Regions from separate parts of the Triticum aestivum genome. Here region 2 is linked to region 1. The links are chromatin contacts, called in public Hi-C maps. All regions are on one chromosome and are shown on one strand. Each heading gives the region's core, a stretch centred on a gene start, on an enhancer-like site or on the middle of the called end of the contact. The rest is flanking DNA. Distances are from core to core; before and after follow the strand shown. Region 1 holds the start of LOC123062654. Region 2 holds the start of LOC123062662 (cytochrome P450 94C1).

What was found. Hi-C and Micro-C count contacts between places; a contact is called where the count stands out from the background.
Region 2: a Hi-C map of leaf shows a contact between it and region 1, with 4 times the contacts expected there. The contact joins the promoter of LOC123062662 here to the promoter of LOC123062654 in region 1. A contact is called at or near these places in 3 of 5 Hi-C or Micro-C datasets (leaf and an unstated tissue).

What each region holds. Positions count from the first base shown.
Region 1 is chr3A:621,632,636-621,636,756 of IWGSC CS RefSeq v2.1, forward strand. It overlaps LOC123062654, which reads right to left and starts at 1,471. Exons shown (of 15, transcript XM_044486266.1): 1 at 1,184-1,471; 2 at 188-314; 3 at 41-81. The coding sequence starts at 1,395.
Region 2 is chr3A:621,815,524-621,820,112 of IWGSC CS RefSeq v2.1, forward strand. It overlaps LOC123062662 (cytochrome P450 94C1), which reads left to right and starts at 2,965. Exons shown (of 1, transcript XM_044486277.1): 1 at 2,965-4,589. The coding sequence starts at 3,079.

The DNA of each region.
Region 1 (4,121 bases), core at 221-2,720:
TTCTAATAAGTTGAAACAGTCTAGCTTCTAGAAATAATACCTGTATGTATTATTATCCCTCCCATCTTCCAAGTGTGCGACCTGCATTGATTTGCACTGATGTGATCCAAGAAATCAGCAGAAAGCTTCCCTCCAATGTTATAACAGGAACTTTAGACTCAGAAATTAGCACCGTAGTTTTACTAACCTGAGGAACAGATGCAGACGAGAATTGTGGTAAGGTAATCTCATGTGTGTCATCTCTGGATGAAGTTGATCCAGTGCCGTAAGTAAAACTTACACCTTTTGGCTCATAATTAAAATGCTTCCATTCTCTGGGAAGATAACAATTGATTAAATGTCAAGCAGAATGGGTTCTGAGTAATCCAAAAAAACACTAAAATACGAAAACAGGGAAGGACAGAGTAAGCTAGTAAAAACGAAACAAGAAGACATCTTGTGCTCTCCAATTAGGTATACTGCCAATGCAACAACTGCAACTTTTCACAATGTGCTAAACTTATGGAGAAACAGAGCAATCTCCAATGAGCATGTGCTACTACTTAGCAGAAAAGGCTCAAATTAATTCCATACCAAGTCAATAAAAGTGGCCTTGTCAATAAATCTGTTTTTTTTAAATCCAAAATGAAAGCTACTACAACTGTAGATCAAGAAAAAGCCGAAAACTCCCAGTGTCCAGGCGTCCAGCCATTGACTTTAAAAGATCTTGTCATAATCAATCAGTTAACAATAAACTTGAACTTACTAAATTTTCACAACAGGTCTCATGGTACCATTCTTATCAGACAAAAACGAGCTGATAACAACACAATCACATGCGGTGACTGTATCAGACGAATTCTAGTTAACACTAACAGCAAGGAATAAATGCTACCATAGCAAGAACATGACGACTAGAATTTATCGTTTGTAATGGTGCCATAAACTCCAAATTCACAAACCATAACAAAATTCTCCCGCACAAACGACATATCAATCATTCAATCAACAAAACTAAAGAGGTTCCACGTTCCAGGCTCCACCGTACGTGCACAACCACATCTCCGTCACGCGCCACGTGTAAAAAGTTCAACCGATGAAGCAGCCATTAATTGCTGACGCCGCTGTACGGCTTGCAAGCCCACAACTGAAAGTTGCCAGATTCTATCGCGGTGATTGTGGAGCAAGGAGAGCGCGTCTTCACCTGAGGAACGTTATCGAGGAGGCGAGCCGCTCCGCCTCGGCGTTGGGGAAGCCCGGCTCGGGCTTGCCGGCGGCGAGCTCTGAGATGGCGCGTACCGCTCTGGAGAAGTCCTCTGCAGATTGCTCGAAGCAGCAGACCTCGACGCCCGCGTTGCCCTTGTGCTCCCCTTCCGGCGGGGACGGCGCGCCCGTCGTCTCCGGCGGCGCGGCCATCGCCGGCGGGGGGAGCAGGGACCAAAAGCAAGGGGTGTTCTAGGGCTTAGAGCCGCGGGAAGAGAGGGCATGTCTGGCGGAAGATGGGCCCAATTATACACCTTGGGCGCACCAGCGTGGGCTGGGTTTCCTAGTATGTGTTTTCAGGCCCTCGAAAGGCTCCGAGTCCGGCCCTGCTACGTACTGCGGGCGTGTCCTTTTTTTTCATCAAAAGTCAAGTACAATTCCTAAAAAAAAAAAACAAGTACAAACGGACTACAACGGTTAGGAAGGCGAGAGGATAACGGCTCCCTGTAGATGGAATAAGATTCTCCCCACCTAGTCCCCCTGTCTCGGTGATGCTTCTAGCATCGTCAGAGAGCAAATCTCGTAAGATTTGATCGGTGATTGTCTTTGGTGGATCGTACAGATCCAATCTTTGTTCGACACGTCCCTGTGTCTTCAAGTTGGATCCTTCCGATCTACGTGTCTCTTTATCACGGTGGTTGTTGTTCTAGTGCGTTGTTCATATGGACCCTTAGAGCATCTACAGTCGGACTTGACAAATCCGGATCTTCAAACGCCTGCGAACGCAACCGGACGCGTCCACGGACAGTGACCAGTCACGCCTCAACTTAGCTACTCTGCATTCGAGTATCCCATATATTCAACCCCTGGATCCATACAAAGCATGCAAAAGAAATCCTACGTACTAGCCTAGCTAATCTTCGTCGTCGGAGATGTCCACGAAGTCGGTGTCATGCGTCGGGTGGGCGGGCGCATAGGAGGGCTCCGGCTCCTCCTCCTCATGCTCGCCCTCATCCATGTAGGTGAACATCTCCTCCTCCTCCGCGGCATGCCGCACCTCCATCTCCTGCCGACGACGGCGTCTCGCCTCCGCATCCGACTCTGAGCGAAGGGAATTGAGGATGGCATGTTGCTCCGCGCTGCAGATCCGTGTCCCCGGTGTCCCCCACATCCTCTTTTCGGCTCCTGTTCCTCAACCTCCCCCTCAACCTCCTCCAACTCCTCCTCCGGATCCACTGCATTCAGAGGTAGTCCCGCGGCGATCCGGGCTCCGTGCCTTGCCCCGATCTGCTCAAGGAGCTACAGTCGGCGCTCCAGCGTCAGAAATGGGTGGCCCTTATCCTGCAGCGTGGGAGCATGACTACTAGTGATGGTGGATGGAGAGTGAAAAGTAGCGGCGACGGTGGACGGGCGGAGGAAAATGTAGAGGGGGTAGGATTTCAGTGTCGGTGGTCGGCTTAAATAGCCGGGCTAGGCACTACATGGCCCGCTAGAGCGGTGCCATGCAGCAACATTGGTCTGACGGAGGAGACGAGCTTCAGACCGTTGGGTTTCTATGCGATTCCAAGCGTTTGAGTCCCTTTTGAGGCGCCCGGCTGGATGCAATTTCGTGACCAGTCAGTGACCGAACGACCTATCCGGTCAGTTGAGGCGGGTTTAGGATGCCCGGGTGTAGATGCTCTTAGCATGAAAACTTTCTGACTGTTAATTACAACAAATTTTGCCCGGCTCGGATGAGAAAGGGGAATGATGACGGCGCGTCTTTGACTCGCTTCACTTGTGCCCTTCACTAGGTGATCTATGAACCTGCATGTAATTTTGTTATTTCTGATGTTCGTTGTACTGTCATTATTGAAGTTTAATAGATTGAAAGTTTCCCGAAAGAAATAAATAAATTCCACACAGTATGCACTCGGTATTTTTTTCTTCCAAAAGACAGTGAGCAAATATAATTGAACACGTCACTTAGCAAGCCAATGTATGACGAGATTGCTTACATTTGCTAATTTTTCCCGTGGCAACAAACCGGCACGCCACTGGTTCCTGGACGGCCGAAGTACACTAGACGCTCAGCATGAGAAAAGAGTCAGCGTCTCGCACTCTTGGACGTCCGGAGATGCCCGATGATTTCACACCACTTGGCACGTGCGTAATCATTTTCACGAGGGTAATCTGGTGGAGATCTCAACCTGACGATGGCGGCAGTGGTCTGACTATCTCGTCAGCAACCGAAAAATCACCACGCACCAGCATGAGCTTCCTCTGCGGTTCCTCCCTCACGCATATGCCTCGCCAGAAAACGGCGAATCCGTGGTTCGCGCGTCACGTAGCCCGGGTCAAGTCGACCCCCGAATTAGGTTCCGCGTCGACGTGATTCCACGTCTGCCGAAAACCCCGCCACTCTCTCCCTCTCTCTCGTAGTACACGCACGCATCTGGGAGGTACTGTAGGACGCGACGCGCGACATCTCGGTCGCCGGTCGGCCTCGGATCCCATCCCGGACAGGAAAACAGCGGCCGGTACGCCGTACGCGCGCCCCCCCAACCACCCGTGGTCCGGGAAACGTGCCGCACGCACGCGCCGATGATGCGATCGAACGCCTCGCGCGTACGCCTCCGACTGACCCGACGCAAGCTTGCGTCGGCCCCGGGGAAAGCTGCGTCGTCTGTCTCCGTCGCGGTCTCGCGCGCGTGGCGGCGAGTAGGGTCACGTCCCACCGCAGCGCAGCGCAGGTTGCCGCGCCGCGCGGCTGCTCCTCGTCCGCACGACGTGACGCCGCGCGGTGACCCACTGGATATCTTCGATCCGCTCTACGTGGCTGCCTCCCGATGCGCGATTCCGATTCGAGATCTGTTTCCGCGCCTCTCGTTGGGTGGGCCGGCGACACCAGTACGGAGAGATATCGTCTGCGCGACTCGTGTCACATGCACAGGTCCCGT
Region 2 (4,589 bases), core at 1,715-4,214, 180 kb after region 1:
CTTCTTGTCGAGGCGGTGATGACGTCGCTTGCACGTCTCTGCCGTCATCATGAAGCGGTCCAAAGCCCAGGCGTACGCCAGCTTCGGGTCCGCCGCAATGTGTGGCGGCCGGACGTCGGAGTCGGCAAACTCGAACCAGCGCACCGCGTTGCGCCTGTCCCGCCGGCGCCGCTTCCTATCGACGTACTCCTGCGCCATTATGGCGCTCCGGGACGATGAAGAGTTGTCGTTGCCGATGTCGCTGAGATAGTGTTGAAGGCGACCGCGTGCTTTCACGACCGCATTGGGCACAGGCGGCGGCGAGCCACGCTTCGCCTTGATGCATCAGGACGTAGAGAGCCGCTCCTCCTTCATGCGCTGGGGTGGCGGAGAGAGTCGCTCCTTCACGCGCATTGGCGTCGGCGGGATGGGCTCTTCCTCCACGCGACGTCCAATTTGGACGCCGCGACTGCGCGCCGGAGAGCGCGGAGGGGATGCCGGGGGGAGGAGCGTCCCCGGTGGCGGAGCCGGGCCGTTGTGGTGGAGCATGGAGCGACGAAGCTTCAGCCCCATCTGCTCCTTGTACTCCACGTCGGTGGCGGCGTACACCTGGCCCGTCACCATCGGCGCGAACTGCTGCAGCGGCGGCGGCGGCTGGTCCTCCTCGTCGCCAGAGGAGATGACGATCTCCGCCTTTGTTAAGGAGCCGCCCGTTGATGAGGACGACATCCCCGAAGTTTGAGGGCGGCATCGTCACGATCCGCCAGAGCCCGCCCCTGAACCGCTGCCTGTCGGCGCCGACGTCCAGGACTTGCCCATTGCCGGAGATGTGGAGGGAGATGGGCGGGGAGACGGGAGGAGGAAGATAGATTGTGATGTGGACGACGACGAAGCGTGGCTTATATTACCGCGGCCAGGCCAGGTGAAGGGTTAGTCAGCCGCTTCAATGCGGCACAACTTCCGGAGTTGGTTCCTCAGGAACCTGCGTCCGCATTGAAGTGGTGGCTCCCGAGAGGTCTCGTCGGTCAGCGCCGCCCTCTCTCCCTCCAGTCACATTTGTGGCATCAATGACGACCGCTGCGTGCTTTAGGCCGGCATGAATGTGACGCGATAAGCGACGTGTGCATCGGAAGAAAAGCGCAGGAGGAACGGGTGGGTTTTTTATGGGCCAGGGTGGCCAGAAGCGAATGTGTGAGCGGTCCGGACTCCCGCAAAGCCCTTTGACGTTTGTCTCCGATTTGCGAGAGAAAATGCATCCAGACCACATCGCGGACCAATACAGACCCGTGTTGGATGACTTCCGTGATCCGGACAGCGCGGTCGGTCGTGGTGGCATACGGAAGTTTTGAGGGTCGGCGGTGGAGATGCCCTTGGAGCATCTCCGGCCATTCGCCCCCCCCCCCCCAAGGGCTTTTTTAGGCGTAAAATACCGACTCTTGGGGGCTTACCGTTGATATTTTCTGCATGGGAGGCTCCGGTTCCCAGCCGTCCCCCAAGTTCGCCCCCCAGCCGCCGAGTTCCAACTCAAATTAGGCACAAATTCGGCACACTTCAGCACAAATTCAACAAAAACTATTTTTTATCACTTAGTTTATCAGATAAATCAATACAAAATCAAATAGGAACATGAGGTGCTCTTCATCGTCGGTGTCGGCCTTGGCTTCCTTCTCCATCAGAGCCGCAAGCGCCTTGTCGTCGTCGGAGTCCATCGCCGAACAGACAAATCGCCAAACACCTCGCGGGCGTGATGGGCGGGCAGCCGCCAGTATCCTTGCCTGTGTGGTCGGAGTCCTCGAAACCTCGCCCAGGAGCAGGATGGAGGCTGTCGCGGCGAAACCCCTCTCTTTTCGGCGGGGGAATGGCCTTTCTAGCGGCGGAGCAACGGCTGTGGGCAGATGGGTGGCGCTGGTATCGGCATGGCGGCAAAGGGGAAGTGGCGTTCTGCCGCACTTGGGTCGAATCTTGGGGGAAGGGGGAAAGTGTTTCTCACTAGACAATGGTGGCCCACGCGCCACTTTTCTTTTCACCGAAGTCCCCAAATGCCTCCCAGTGCACTAGTTCCGTGTGAAATCATCGGGCCAAAAATGAGTCAAATCGACGGAATTCAACATTCTGAAGGTGTGACTGGGGAATTTTTTTTTGCACCCACGAAAATAAAGACGTGTTGAGGGGCGGTGCGGCTGGAGATGCTCCTACGATGCAACTTGCGCCTCCTTCTGCCCCGGCGCAGGTAGCACGATAGTGTCCTTGTACCCGGGGGCATCGGAGCTCGGGGCGCATACCGCCATTGATGAGTTTACTGCGCCGCTGTCGCCGCGATCGAGGCCGCGCGCGGGTGAGAAAGATCGGTCGGCCCCGGCGAAGGCAGACGGGCAGAGATGTACCCCGGGCGGTCCGGCGCTGCTCTCTCTGTTGCTGCTGCGCCTGGCTAAGCTAGTGGGCACTGGAAGCACGTGCAAAACGCCACGGCGCAGTAAGTATCCCTGGATCGGCGACTAGTCCAATAGTAGTGGTGGTACAATCGCACTGTCTGGATCGTGGGAGGGAGGCACTGCACTGCAGTGCAATCAATAACTGGCTCTGGCTGGCCCAAGTTGGCAAGCCGCGGGCTTTCCTGTTATGTACGACCGGGTATTGACGTCGCGGTCGACCGACCGGGCCGGGGTAAAAACACCAAGTGCCACCCCGGGAGGTGGGTGACGGTGCGTGGCCCGATCGGACGACGGGCATGGCGCGGCGGACAACATGCAGCACTGTTCCTATAGCGCATGTGGCTCTCCACCTCTAGGGTCTAGACCACCAGCTGCTACAGCCCGATCGACCGAGGTGAGCTCGAGCTCGAGCGTGCCCAGACCTACTGAGAGTGAGAGAGCGGTCAAAGTCACGAGGGGAAGCTACACGGGCGAGAGTCCATGCCCAGAACCGTCCTTCTACACACGAGCGAGGAGAGGGCCGGGCGGCAGTATAAAACGGCCTCGTCCGGGGCGGGCGCAACGGCACCTCACCTCACCGCCCGCAGAAGGAAGCCCCCCCGCGCGCACACACACGCACGTACGATAGATAAAAAGCAGGTAGCGCCGCCGTCACGTCGTGCTCGTCATGGGCGTCGAGGCCGCGCTGCATGGGGCGGCGGCGGCGGAGGCGGCGCTGCATGGGGCGCTCAAGCTGCAGCCGCACGTGGCCGGCGCCTTCTTCGCGCTCGCGGTGTGCACCGTGGCGCTCGCCGCCCTGCTGGCCGTGGCGCGCACGCGCCCGCCGTGGTGGTGCGACTGCGCGGTCTGCGAGGCCTACCTCACCGCCTCCTGGGCCGGCGAGTTCGACAACCTCTGCGACTGGTACGCGCACCTGCTGCGCCGCTCGCCGTCGCAGACCGTGCACGTCCACGTGCTCCGCAACGTGCTCACCGCCAACCCCGTCACCGTCGAGCACATGCTGCGCGCGCGCTTCGATAACTACCCCAAGGGCAAGCCCTTCTCCGCCATCCTCGCCGACCTGCTCGGCCGCGGGATCTTCAACGTCGACGGAGACGCGTGGCTGTTCCAGCGGAAGCTCGCCGCGGCTGAGCTTGCGTCCCCCGCGCTCAGGGCTTTCGCCTCGGGCGTCGTGGCTTCCGAGCTGCGGGGCCGTCTCGTTCCCCTGCTTGACTCTGCCTGCTCCCACGACGACGACGACGACGACGGTGGCAAGGTGCTGGACCTGCAGGACGTGTTCCGTCGCTTCGCCTTCGACTGCATATGCAAGATCTCCTTCGGCCTCGACCCGGGCTGCCTCGAGCTGTCCATGCCGGTGTCGGCGTTCGTGGATGCGTTCGACACGGCGTCGATGCTCTCTGCGAGGCGCGCGACCGCGCCGTTGCAGATCATATGGCGGCTGAAGCGGTTCTTCAACGTCGGGGACGAGAGGAAGCTCCGGGAATCCGTGCGCCTCGTCGACGGGTTCGCCGCGGAGGTCACCCGGCAGCGACACAAGCTCGGCGGCGCCGCGTCCGGCAGCGACCTCCTGTCGCGGTTCATGGGCTCCATCAGCGACGAGAAGTACCTCCGGGACATCGTCGTCAGCTTCATGCTCGCCGGCCGCGACACCGTCGCCTCAGCGCTGACCGCCTTCTTCCTGCTCCTCTCCGATCACCCGGAGGTCGCCGCCGCCATCCGGGACGAGGTGTCACGCGTCGCGGGCGGCGACGACGGCGACCGGCCGAGCTTCAGCAAGCTCAAGGACATGCACTACGTGCACGCGGCGCTGTACGAGAGCATGCGGCTGTTCCCGCCGGTGCAGTTCGACTCCAAGTTCGCGGCGGGCGACGACACGCTCCCGGACGGCACGGCGGTGGCCAAGGGCACGCGGGTCACCTACCACGCCTACGCCATGGGCCGGATGGAGTCGGTGTGGGGCCCCGACTGCTCCGAGTTCCGGCCCGAGCGGTGGCTCCGCGACGGGCAGTTCGTCCCGGTGAGCCCGTACCGGTACCCGGTGTTCCAGGCCGGCGTGCGCGTCTGCGTCGGCAAGGACCTCGCGCTCATGGAGATGAAGGCCGTCATCGTCGCCGTCGTCCGGGGCTTCGACATCCAGGCGATCGAGCGCAGCTCGCGCCGGCCCAAGTTCGCGCCGGG